Regions from separate parts of the Mus musculus genome. Here region 2 is linked to region 1. The links are chromatin contacts, called in public HiChIP or PLAC-seq maps. All regions are on one chromosome and are shown on one strand. The core of a region is the stretch at or near the end of the contact, and the rest is flanking DNA. Distances in the headings are between cores, read along the strand shown.

Evidence for each region. HiChIP or PLAC-seq counts read pairs in DNA pulled down with a chosen protein or histone mark.
Region 2: a contact with region 1 is called in an H3K4me3 HiChIP or PLAC-seq map of bone marrow-derived macrophages, with 6 times the contacts expected there. The contact joins two enhancer-like sites. A contact is called at or near these places in 2 of 39 promoter capture datasets (cranial neural crest and embryonic stem cells), 1 of 484 Hi-C or Micro-C datasets (extraembryonic endoderm stem cells) and 1 of 115 datasets of contacts at active chromatin or transcription factors (bone marrow-derived macrophages).

The regions. Positions count from the first base shown.
Region 1 is chr11:94,383,713-94,389,157 of GRCm38.p6, reverse strand. All of the region lies in intron 1 of Abcc3 (ATP-binding cassette, sub-family C (CFTR/MRP), member 3), which reads left to right. Among named protein-coding and RNA genes, the nearest start is that of Abcc3, 6.6 kb to the left of the region's middle. Within about 2 kb of position 2,332, at least 146 of the 459 cell types and tissues checked have an H3K27ac peak or open chromatin away from gene starts, as enhancers often do. A contact at or near this core is called in bone marrow-derived macrophages, where this site is marked.
Region 2 is chr11:94,705,633-94,711,077 of GRCm38.p6, reverse strand. No RefSeq gene overlaps it. Among named protein-coding and RNA genes, the nearest start is that of Gm11541, 3.9 kb to the right of the region's middle. Within about 2 kb of position 3,212, at least 8 of the 459 cell types and tissues checked have an H3K27ac peak or open chromatin away from gene starts, as enhancers often do. A contact at or near this core is called in bone marrow-derived macrophages, where this site is marked.

The sequences.
Region 1 (5,445 bases), core at 1,083-3,582:
GAGTGCATAGAAAGGCCTGGACTGTTGGTTCTCAAAAAGTTTAGTCTGTTTGCATAACTAAGCTTGATCCCAGACTCTCGCATAGGAAGCCAAAGGCTCACTTTGCGTGTATACAGAATTATCCAGACTGCCTAAAAAGTAGTTGGCACTTGAGATGTACAAGTACCCACTTCGTGGGAAGAAAACCCAAGCAAGGACAGCAGATGGTCCTCACTCCGGATTCTGTGAGTTAGGGACGAGGGACATTTTAGTCAATGGTGATTTTTCCAGTTCCTCTTTTCTGATTCCTGGACCCTTCCATTCCTGGCCTTCTCATTGTCCCAGACTTAAGTCTACTTGGCAGCAGCTCTTGGTCCCATGGGTTTTATAGGGGTCAAGCCCATATGGAAAAGATAATTATCCTGCCACCTAAGGAGGGACTTAAGCGCCGGTACCTTGAAGACCCATTTCCATGGCTCCTTCTTTGGTTCATCTCGATTCTGTCATTGATGTGAGGAAGTCACTCAACTTCTTTGAGTCTAGCTGAGCTTAGGTGGTTTGGGGGGGGGGGGTTGGGGAGAGCATTCAGGTCTGCAGCTGCCTGGTGACGATTCCGGGAGGATGAGCTTGTGGTCCAGGGCCGTAAATAAGGTGCTCTAAACATTAGGGCTATAGGTATTATAGATTCCAAGGTTTCCTATTAGATTGTTGCCCAACACATGTAGGCACAGCAATGGACAAGGTTCAAGTTTCGATGCATCTGGGCTCCCATATGAAAACAATGTCATGCAAAGATGCTGGGAACAGGATGGCTGCTGAATGGACAGGTGGGTGGAAGATGCCCACTTGTAAGCCTGCTAGATACCATCTCCTTCCAGGGACCTAATCTTCCCTGCCAGGACAGGGACCTGGAAAACCCTTTTCATTAAAGCTGGAGATCTCGAACCTCAGGCTTATTAGTTTTGGTCTCTGAGTTCTTGGCTTCTAGGTGGGAGATTTGGTTCCTTGTGGTCCTAGACCGTCTCCTCCTGTTCCCTGGGCCTGAGCTAAAGGGAGAAACTTAGGAAAGGAAGTGAGTCAGGGATGTAACCTGAGAGAGGAAGCTTTGCCAAACGGACTGACTTCCCCTCCCCACCTCACTCTCCCAAATGGTCTTATTGCCACACCTGCAATCCCAGTACTCAGAAAGCTGGAGCAGAAAGATCGCCCTGAGGCTGAGGCTATCCCTGGCCATAGATGGTAAGATCTTGTTTCAAAACAACCAAGGGGCTAAAGACGCAGCTTAGTTGGAGGAGTGCTGGCCAAGCATTCATGAAGCTGGTGTTTGATTATAAGCACCACACCTATAAATCCTGGCACTTGGCATTCGGAGGCAGGAGGATCAGGAATTCAAGGTCTTTCTTAGAAATATACTTACTTTGAGGTCAACCTGGTCTATATAAGAACTATCTAACAAAACAAACAGGGGCTAGAGAGATGCTCCCGTGGTTACGAATGCTTATTGCTCTTCCAAAGGACTGGAACTCAATACTCAGAGCTCATGTTAAGTGGCTCATGACCGCCTAACTAGCTGCAGGGAATCCAACTTCTGGCCTTCTCGGGTACCTGCAGTCTCATGCACTCATGTATGCACAGACACACCTATACATGATTAAAAATTATAACAATAAGGCCAGGAGATGGTGGCACATGCCTCCAATACCAGCACTTGGGAGGCAGAGGCAGGCCAATCTCTGAAGTCAGCCTGGTCTACAGAGTTTACAAAAACAAATCTTGGGGCTGGAAAGATGGCTCAGTGCTTAAGAGCACTGACTGCTCTTCCAGAGGTCCTGAGTTCAATTCCCAGCAACCACATGGTGGCTCACAACTGTCTGTAATGGGATCAGATGCCCTCTCCTGGTGTGTCTGAAGACAGTGACAGTGTACTTGTCAATAAATAAATAAATGAATAATTTTTAAAAAAATCTTAAAACAATAGCAAACGAAAGGGCTTTGGAGTACAAATGGCCTAATTTTGAAGTGAGGGCTGAAAGTCTGTGCCTTTGCCCCCTCCCTGTATAGGTACCTCGGGGTCAGGACACCCGGCTGTGCTCTCCTCTTGCCCACCTAGAACTATTCTTTCTGCAGTTGGTCCAGGGAGCTGAGCTGTGGGGCAGAGTGTGGGTGGGAATGAGATCTCAAGCCTAGATTAAATTTCTCTTCCAAACCAGACAGTCCAGTTTCTAATCCCCTTTGCTTCCAGAACTCAGCTGGTCCATTGCCTGGTTTTGACAATCCCTACGCCCCAGGTGCATGGATGAACTGCAGGAGGGGAGGGCTGGCAGTGTGATTTGAGTGTGTTGATGTCACACTGGCGCTGACAGGGCACTTGGGAGGCACAGTCGAACCCAAGGAGCCTAGGTCTTGGGTTGCATTGTCAGAGCTTGAGTTCCAGGTTACCCATGGGTCCCAGAAGTCCTGGCACACAGTGACACTCAATAACCAAAGTCTTCCCGGGATGCCAGGTCTTTTACAGGAGTGAGAGGTGTGTCCTGCCTTCAAGCTAGAGGCTGACCCAGCATAGCCCTCTGTGGCCTCTCAGGCTTCCTGTTTTTGTCTTAGTAGCTCACGGAGGGCTGGGGGGGGGGAGGTGGTGGTGAATCAGAAGGTGCCTGCTTCCCTTCCCTCCAATTTCTGCTGAGATAGATGATCTTGCCAGTCGGTCCCTTCGCAGTGACCTCAGGAGCTGTCTAGCACAGATGCACCCACCGCCCCCCCCCCATATGGGATTGAGGAAGTAATGAATCTTCTTTAGACAGAGCCTGTCAGCAGCCTGAGGCCTGGGAGACTGCTGACAGAAGTGGGACAGAGAACTCTGGAGTCCTCATGCCCCTCCCCCTGCCACTGGTTTGAGCCTACAAAGGATCTCAGCCTCGGTGCCCATGAAGGGGCATCTGCCCTGTGGTCCATTCTGGGTGCCGGACCTTCCACCTTATCGGCTCCATCCAGCTGTTTAATCTCAGTATTTAGGAAGCTGCTGTTGCTGTGGAAACCAAGTGGCCGTCGGCAGGCGGGGCTGTGGGCCTGGGCTGCCTCCCAGCTGGTGCTCTTCGGACCAGGAATGGAAGAGGAGTTTTAAGGAGCCACCCTCCACCCTGTCTGAGTGGATCCAGGAAATGACCACAACTGACTCTGTCCTCTCTGTCATTTATACTTTAGTGCCTTAGTCTCGAGGCCCCTTTGGTTGTCAGGATGGTGCTTCAGTGCCAGAGAAACAGCATGATGTTGTCTTGGTGTTCAGCTACGGAAGCTGGGGCCCGGGAGAGCACGTTAGTTCATTCACTCGTGTGTTTTGTTCAGTCGGTGTAGAGAGAGTATGTGCCTTCTGGGCTAAGTGCCCAGAAGCCATGGGCAGGCAGGTAGGAAGGTGAAGGTGAAGCTGAGCTCTGGAAGTCCTGCCTCGGTGCTTTTCCTTGAAGAAGGACCAAAGTCATTTGGCTGAGGTGGGCAGGTTGCAAACTCTAGGCAGTGAGGAGCATCGTGGTGAACCAAAGCTGTCCTTTAGCAAACCTGTCCTCAAGGAACACTTACTGTCGTAGGAGAAGGTTGAAAAGCGATAACTGAAACACAGCTCACTTGTATCAAGTGAGAGAAGGTTGTCATGGCTGTGGAGAAAATAAAATGGACAAGGGACAGGTGCAGGGTTAAGACGAGGCCTGCAATGGGTCACAGTTCTAATTAGGAAGTCAAGGTGAACTTTGATGAGACAGTATAATCAGAGCTAAACCCGCACCGGGGCAGTGAGGGTTCAGAGGCAAGTGAAGAAGGAACAGCTGAAGGTGACCAGGTCCCAGGCCAGGGTCTTAGGGCAGACTGAGGCTGGAAGATCACACAGGCCAGGAAGCTGCCAATGATTTGGAGAGCTGTGCGGCGTTCCCTGCGTTTTCCTTAACGACGGTAAGAGGCAGGACGGTGCAATGGGTGTGTAGTCTGGCTCGGACTTCCAATAGGTTTTTCTGGCTGTACTGGGAAAGAGAATGTAGGGACAAGCGGCTGAGCCAAAGCAGGAAACCAGAGAGAGGGCCCTGGAAGGAATCCAGTCAGGGGAGCAGAGGATGGAGAAGAGGCCAGATTCAAAAGAGGTTAGGGCCAGCAGGTGAGGTTCCCTGTCTCTGGATAAGGTTGATCAAATATAGCATCACCACAGAGCTCTGCTTAACCTTTGTGTGTAGGAGAGAGCGGCTGTTTTTGTTTGAGACAGGATCTTGTTATGTAGCCTAGGATAGGTTTGTTACAGAGCTAGGGTAGTAGGTATGTATGGTTACACCTGAATTCCCACCTGATTTTTTTTTTTTGGACAGAGTAGACAGGGTTTACTGATGGATAGGATCAGGAAGTGAGAAAGAGAAAAAGCTGGGGTGCCCAGGAAGATCCTGTCCTGAAGGAAGGGGAAAGGGTGGAGGAGAGAGATCAGGAGGGATGGAGGGAGGAAAGAAGAAGGCATTGCCAATCACCAAGGTAGCCAGGTAGCAGGAGAAGAGGTATCCCAGTTCCAGACCTGCGGTGTGTGATATATCCCATAGATGTTCTAGCAATAGCTCTGGGGTGGATAATCTGGGATGCAGGAATGAACAACAGGTACCTGCTGTCTCCAAGGAGACTGTACCCAATCAGAGCACATCTCCCACAAGAATAGTCACCCAGATAGGACCTTCATGAGCCCAGAGCAACCTTCCAGTCCTCAATCCCCGAGGTTACTTGTTTATGTCTACGGCATCAATGTTTATGAAACATGTCCCCAACAGCCCAATGTCCTGTCTATCACCCACTTTCCGAAGTGTGACCAGGTAACAGATAGGCATTTTCCCGTTCACTACTCCTGTTTGAAAGGTGGCTATGGGTCTGTCATTATTTGCATCCAAAGTTCAGAGGGTTGCAGGAACCAGCCACCATTTCATGACTCAAAAGTGGCAGAACTGAGACAAGTGCAACAGTAACACTTGGGAGGTGAAGGCAGCAGGATCAAGAGTTCAAAGCCAGCCTAAGCTACACAGTAAGTTCAAGGCTAGCCTACCTTAAACAAGAACTTGGCCTCAGACCAACAAACAGACTAATAGAGCTATACTACATCAGCAACACCAAGGTTGGTTCCTCTGGTGGCCTTAAAGCCAGTGATGTGTCCTAGTGTTAACTGTGGACCCGTACATAGGTTGTCTCACCCCACGCTCCTTCATGATGTATTTAACAGCCTCTGGTGTGCTCCAGGGCACCTGACCCTGTGCTGGGAGTTGAGTGGAGGGGGATGCAGCCTCAAGAGAGAACAAGAGGAGGGCATGGGGTACCCCGCTAAAGATCTGCAAGGCTCAAGGGGGAAGCGTTTCTGGTACATGGGCCCAGGGAGAATGGATTAGAAGAAACCACCATCCCATGGCATCTCCAAAGCCAGGATATTTGTCCTGGCTCCACAGTGTCAACTGTCCCTGAAGC
Region 2 (5,445 bases), core at 1,963-4,462, 320 kb before region 1:
CATTGAAATATCCAGTTTGTATGGCTTTCTGAAGGCTGGTCAAGGTCAGATGTAGTGTTTGATAGCACATGTGTAATTCCAATGCTCAGCAGAAGGACTGTGAATTTGAAGTCAGCCTGAGCTCTATTACACACACACACACACACACACACACACACACACACACACACACCCTATCTCTGTGCCTTGCTGTGTCCCCGAGAGAGAGCACCTTTAATCCCAGCACTCAGGAGGCAGAGGCAGGCCGATTTCTGAGTTCGAGGCCAGCCTGGTCTACAAAGTGAGTTCCAGGACAGCCAGGGCTATACAGAGAAACCCTGTCTCAAAAAACAAAACAAAACAAAACAAAAAAGAGAGAGAGCTGAAGTTTAAATCAATGGTAGAGAGTATGTTTAGCAAGCATTAGGACCTAGGTTTGATACCTAGCATCGCTTGTCAAATGGACAGGTTAAGGTTCCTTTGGCTCTTCCAAGGAACCCTTGATGTTTACTTGAAAGTCATACACCAAGGAAAGAGAAAAGAGGACCTGTCTTAGTGATTGTTCTATTGCTGTGAAAAGACTCCATGACCAAGGCAACTCTTACAAAAGAGAGCATTGAATTGTTGGTTTGTTTACAATTCCATAGGGTTAGTTAGTTATCAGCATGGTATGAGCATGGTAGCACTCATGGCCCTGAAGTATTAGCTGAGAGGTACATCCTGATCTACAGGCAGAGAGAACACTGAGCCTCACGTGAGCTTTTGAAACCTCAGAGCCCACCGGGATTGATGCCCTACCTCCAACAAGGCCACACCTAATCCTTCTCAAACTGTGGCATTCCCTGATGACTAAGTATTCAAATAAATGGACTTGGAGAGGCCATTGTTTTTCAAAAACATCACAGTACTCAGTCATCAGAGAACTTTGGGGTTCAGAGTATTAGTTTATTTGGTTGGTTTTGGTTTTCAAGCTGCCCTGGAACTTGCTTTGTAGACCAAGATGGCTTCAAACTCACAGAGATCTGCCTGCCTTTGCCTCCCACGTGCTGGGATTAATGGTGTGTGCCACCATGCCTGGCAGGCTCAGACTATTAGGTGGCACTGATACCCAGAGGTCTAAATCATCATCATGACCCCTTGTCTGAGTCAAAGTGTCTGGGGTTAGATTGGAGAGATGGCTCAGTGGTTAAGAACGTTGGCTGCTCTTCCTGAGGTCCTGAGTTAAATACCCAGCAACTACATGGTGGTTCACAACCATCTATATGAGATCTGATGCCCTCTTCTGGTGTGCTTGACGACAGTGTACTCATATACTTAAAATAGATAAATAGTCTGAAAAAGACAAAGTGTTTGGGGTTGAGACTTATTTTGTTTCATTATTTTGAGACAGTCTCTTTGTTACATAGCTGTGGCTGTCCTGGAACTCAAATTCAAACTCAAAGAGATCCACCTGCCTCTACCTCCCGAGAGCTGGGATTAAAGGTGTACCCCACCACATGCAGCTTGTAGGGTCAAGCCTTAAGTCTTAGTTTGTGACAGCTTGACACAGGATCTGCTAGGTCCACAGCTCCACCTGACAGTCTAATATTTCAGCAGAATTGACACAGCTAGAGGTAATTGAACCCTCCCATTGGTCCTTTAGCCTTTAGAGAAACAGCCACCAGAGTGAGCAGTTGGAATTGCTTCCCACTTCAGCTGGTCAAAACCCACACTGCATGCCATGGGGGCTGCAGAGATTAATGGCACCCTGAGAGGATGACTTCCAGCATTGCCTCCTATTCATCTCAACCCAAAAGGATGATGGTCAACTCCAACAAACCGAGTGCTGCTCTGGCCTCAATCCCTGTTGCTGTACTGGGGGTTATCTTTGTTAGAGCACATTAATACTGGCTCAGACAGTATTAATGATCCATTTAGCTGACAGTACAGTCTTCCCCATCCCCATCAAGAAAGAGGACATGCTGGCTAGTTTTATGCCAGCTTGACACAAATATGAGTCATTCTGGAAGGGGTAACCAAATTGAGAAAATACTGCCACCAAATTGGCCTGTGGGCAAGCCCATGGTGCATTTTTTATTTGGGGATTAGTGTGAGAGGTCCCAGTTCACTGTGAGCTGGCATTGCCAGCCCTGGGCTGGTGGTTCTGGGTGCTGTAAGAATACAGGCTTAGCAAGGTGGTGGTAGCACATGCCTTTGATCTCAGCACTTGGAAGGCAGAGGTAGGTGGGTCTCTGTGAGTTTAAGGCCAGCTTGGGGGAAAAGAAGAAGAAGAAGAAGAAGAAGAAGAAGAAGAAGAAGAAGAAGAAGAAGAAGAAGAAGAAGAAGACGACTGGCTAAGCAAACCATGAGCAAGTCAGTAAGCAGCATTCCTCTATGGTCTCTGCTTCAGTTCCTACCCTGACTTCCTTTGAGGATGAACTATGGCCTGAGAGTTTTAAGCTGGAATAAACTCTTTCTCCCCCAAGTCGATTTGGTCATGGTGTTTGGCCACAGCAGTAGAAACCCTAACTAAGAGCTAACCAGGGCCACTCCACTCACTATCAAGTAAGGTGATTATCAACAGCACAGCTCTGCAGTCTAGCCTCTGGTGATGCTAACTCCTGTCCTCTGTTAGAAGGAGGTACAAAGGGACCATAGTCTCTGCACAGTGGCACAGATGCATCACACTATTGATGGTGTCATGCTGCTCAAGCCAGAGAAGGGCAAAGTGGCAAATTCAAGAAAACACTAGGTAAAACAAGTGAGCTGGAGAGAAACCTTGTAAAGATGTGGAAAAACCATGATGATAGGGAAGCCCAGAGGGACCAGGCATGGATGCTCCTCCAAGAAATGGGGGAAACTGCTTCATTTTCTGTCCCCCGTTGTTATAATGGAAGCCCATGGCCAAGCTTGACATCTCCTTCTGATCCACTTACTGGGCAGGACCAGAGGAGGAAAATGCTCTGTGGCAAGCCATGCCTTCTGCCTTTAAGGCCTTATGTATCTAGTGCCCAGCATTTTCTAGCTCTAAAGAGATCTATTATGACTGTTAATCTTGATTTTTTTTTAACTTGATGAGATTTAGAGTCACTCTGGAAACAATTTACTGGGAAAGTCTTTAAGGAATTATCTTGACTTGGTCGTCTGAGGTGAAGTCTTATCCTCGATGTGGATGGTGCTATGCCTAGTGTCTGGGATACTACTGCATAGAAAGGGGAAATCCTGCTTCTCACTTCCTGTCTGTGGATTCACCGTGACTAGCTTCCTCAGGCTCACAACACTATGACTTCCCTGTCGTGATGGACCCTTGAACTATGGAGTCAGCATTATGTGTGTCGGCACAGCACTGAGAGAGTAGCTACTACAGCTGTGATAGGAAGAGATCCCGTTGGAAGTGTTCAGAAAGTACCAGCAGGGAGGAGCCCAGCGTGGCTGCCTGGGTGTGACTTGATGGTGTGACCATCAGTTTAGCATCAGTTCCCAGCATGCATCTGTACTGGCCCAATAACCCCCCCCCCCAACAACAACAACAAAAAGCCAGAACCAACACTATTCACAGAGAAACATGGAAAGAGATTTAAGCTAGGAATTGGCTCTCACAGTTCCTAAGGCTGAGAAATCCCTTGGTGTGCTGGCCCCAAGACAAGTTGGAGAATCAAGGGACTTGGTGACATGATTGTGTATTTGATGATCTGAAAGCCAGGGGACAGAGGTCTTCACTCCATAGCTGCTGTAGACCGGGGACTCAGAGGGGTTGCCAGTATTCTGACACACAAAGCACCAAAATCCAGAAATTTTTCTTAAATATTTATTTATTTATTTTATTGTACATAGAGTACACTGTAGCCATCTTTAGACACACCAGAAGAGGGTATCAGATCTCATTACATATGGTTGTAAGCCATCATGTGGTTGCTGGGATTTGAACTCAGGACCTCTGGAAGAGCAAACAGCCAGTGCTCTTAACTGCTGAGCCATCTCTCTAGCCCAAGAACCAGAATTTTTTTTTTTTTTGAGACAGGGTTTCTCTGTGTAGCCCTGGCTGTCCTGGAACTCACTCTGTAGACCAGGCTGGCCTCGAACTCAGAAATTCACCTGCCTCTGCCTCCCAAGTGCTGGGATCAAAGGCGTGCGCCACCACGCCCGGCTAAGAACCAGAATTTTTTAAAAAAATTATTACATTATTCATTTATTTGTGGGGTGAAGGGCCATATACATATTAAGGTCAGAGGACAACTTGCAGGAGTCAGTTGTCTCCTGCCACCATGTGATCCTGGGGATTGGACTCAGGTCACCAGGCTTGGCAGCAAATGACTCATCTCGTCAGCCTAGAATAAAGGTTTTAATGTCCACAGGAAATGGATGTCCCAGTTAAGAAAAGAGAAAGTTCCCTCTTTTGTTACCTTTTTTTCTGTTTGGCCCTCTGTGTACTAGACAATGATCACCATGTAGGTAGAGGTGGGTCTTCTACATTCAGTTGTCAAATGTTCTTCTCTTCTAGAAACTTCCTTATGGACACACCACAAAATGATCAGCAGTTTCCAGGCATTCCTTTGCTGAGTCATATTAACATATAAAATTAATCCTCACAGCATCGGACCATAGGACATTGGGTGACCATGTGACCAGGGATGTCACAAGATATGATTATCTCAAGAGATAAACACATTAGATGAACCAGACCATAAAACTCAGCCAGGTCTAATAACAACTCAAGATGCTATCTATGAGAGGGGTGTATTCAGGTATTGTAGAAGAATTTTTTTAAAAGATTTATTTACTTATTTATTTATTTAAATGAGTATACTGTAGCTATACAGATGGTTGTGAACCTTCATGTGGCTGTTGGGAATTGAGTTTTAGGACCTCTGCTCACTCCGGTCAACCCCACTCGCTCAGTCCCTGATTGCCCAAAGATTTATTTATTATTTTACATAAGTACACTGTAGCTGTCTTCAGACGTGCTAGAAGAGAGCATCAGATCTCAGGGTGGTTATGATCCACCATGTAGTTGCTGGGATTTGAACTCAGGACCTTTGGAAGAGCAGTCAATGCTCTTACCCACTGAGCCATCTCACCAGGCCATTTTAGAGAAATCCAGCAATATAACTGCTCTGGCAAGGGATCATATCCAAAGACCTTCTAGGTCTACATGACCTGGCCAGAATGCAGACATATCTTGGATATGATATGCATGGTATGGCTGGGATACAGACATGCCCTTAAAGTTAGTTTGTAAAAAGAAGCAGCCATGTTTGAAAGGGATGTCTAATTGAGGGGCAGACAAAGTGATGAATCAGAGAAAGATCTGACAGAACGAGTCAGAGATAGAATATGTCCAACTCACAGAAAGAGCACAGGGAAGAGAGACTATTTAAGAGCAGCAGGGGGAGAGAGAAGAAGCTACACACAGGTGGTGTGATGTGTGCATAGATGTTTCACAGGACAATTTTACAGAGACAGGTTGCAGACAGAATAAGCTAGACA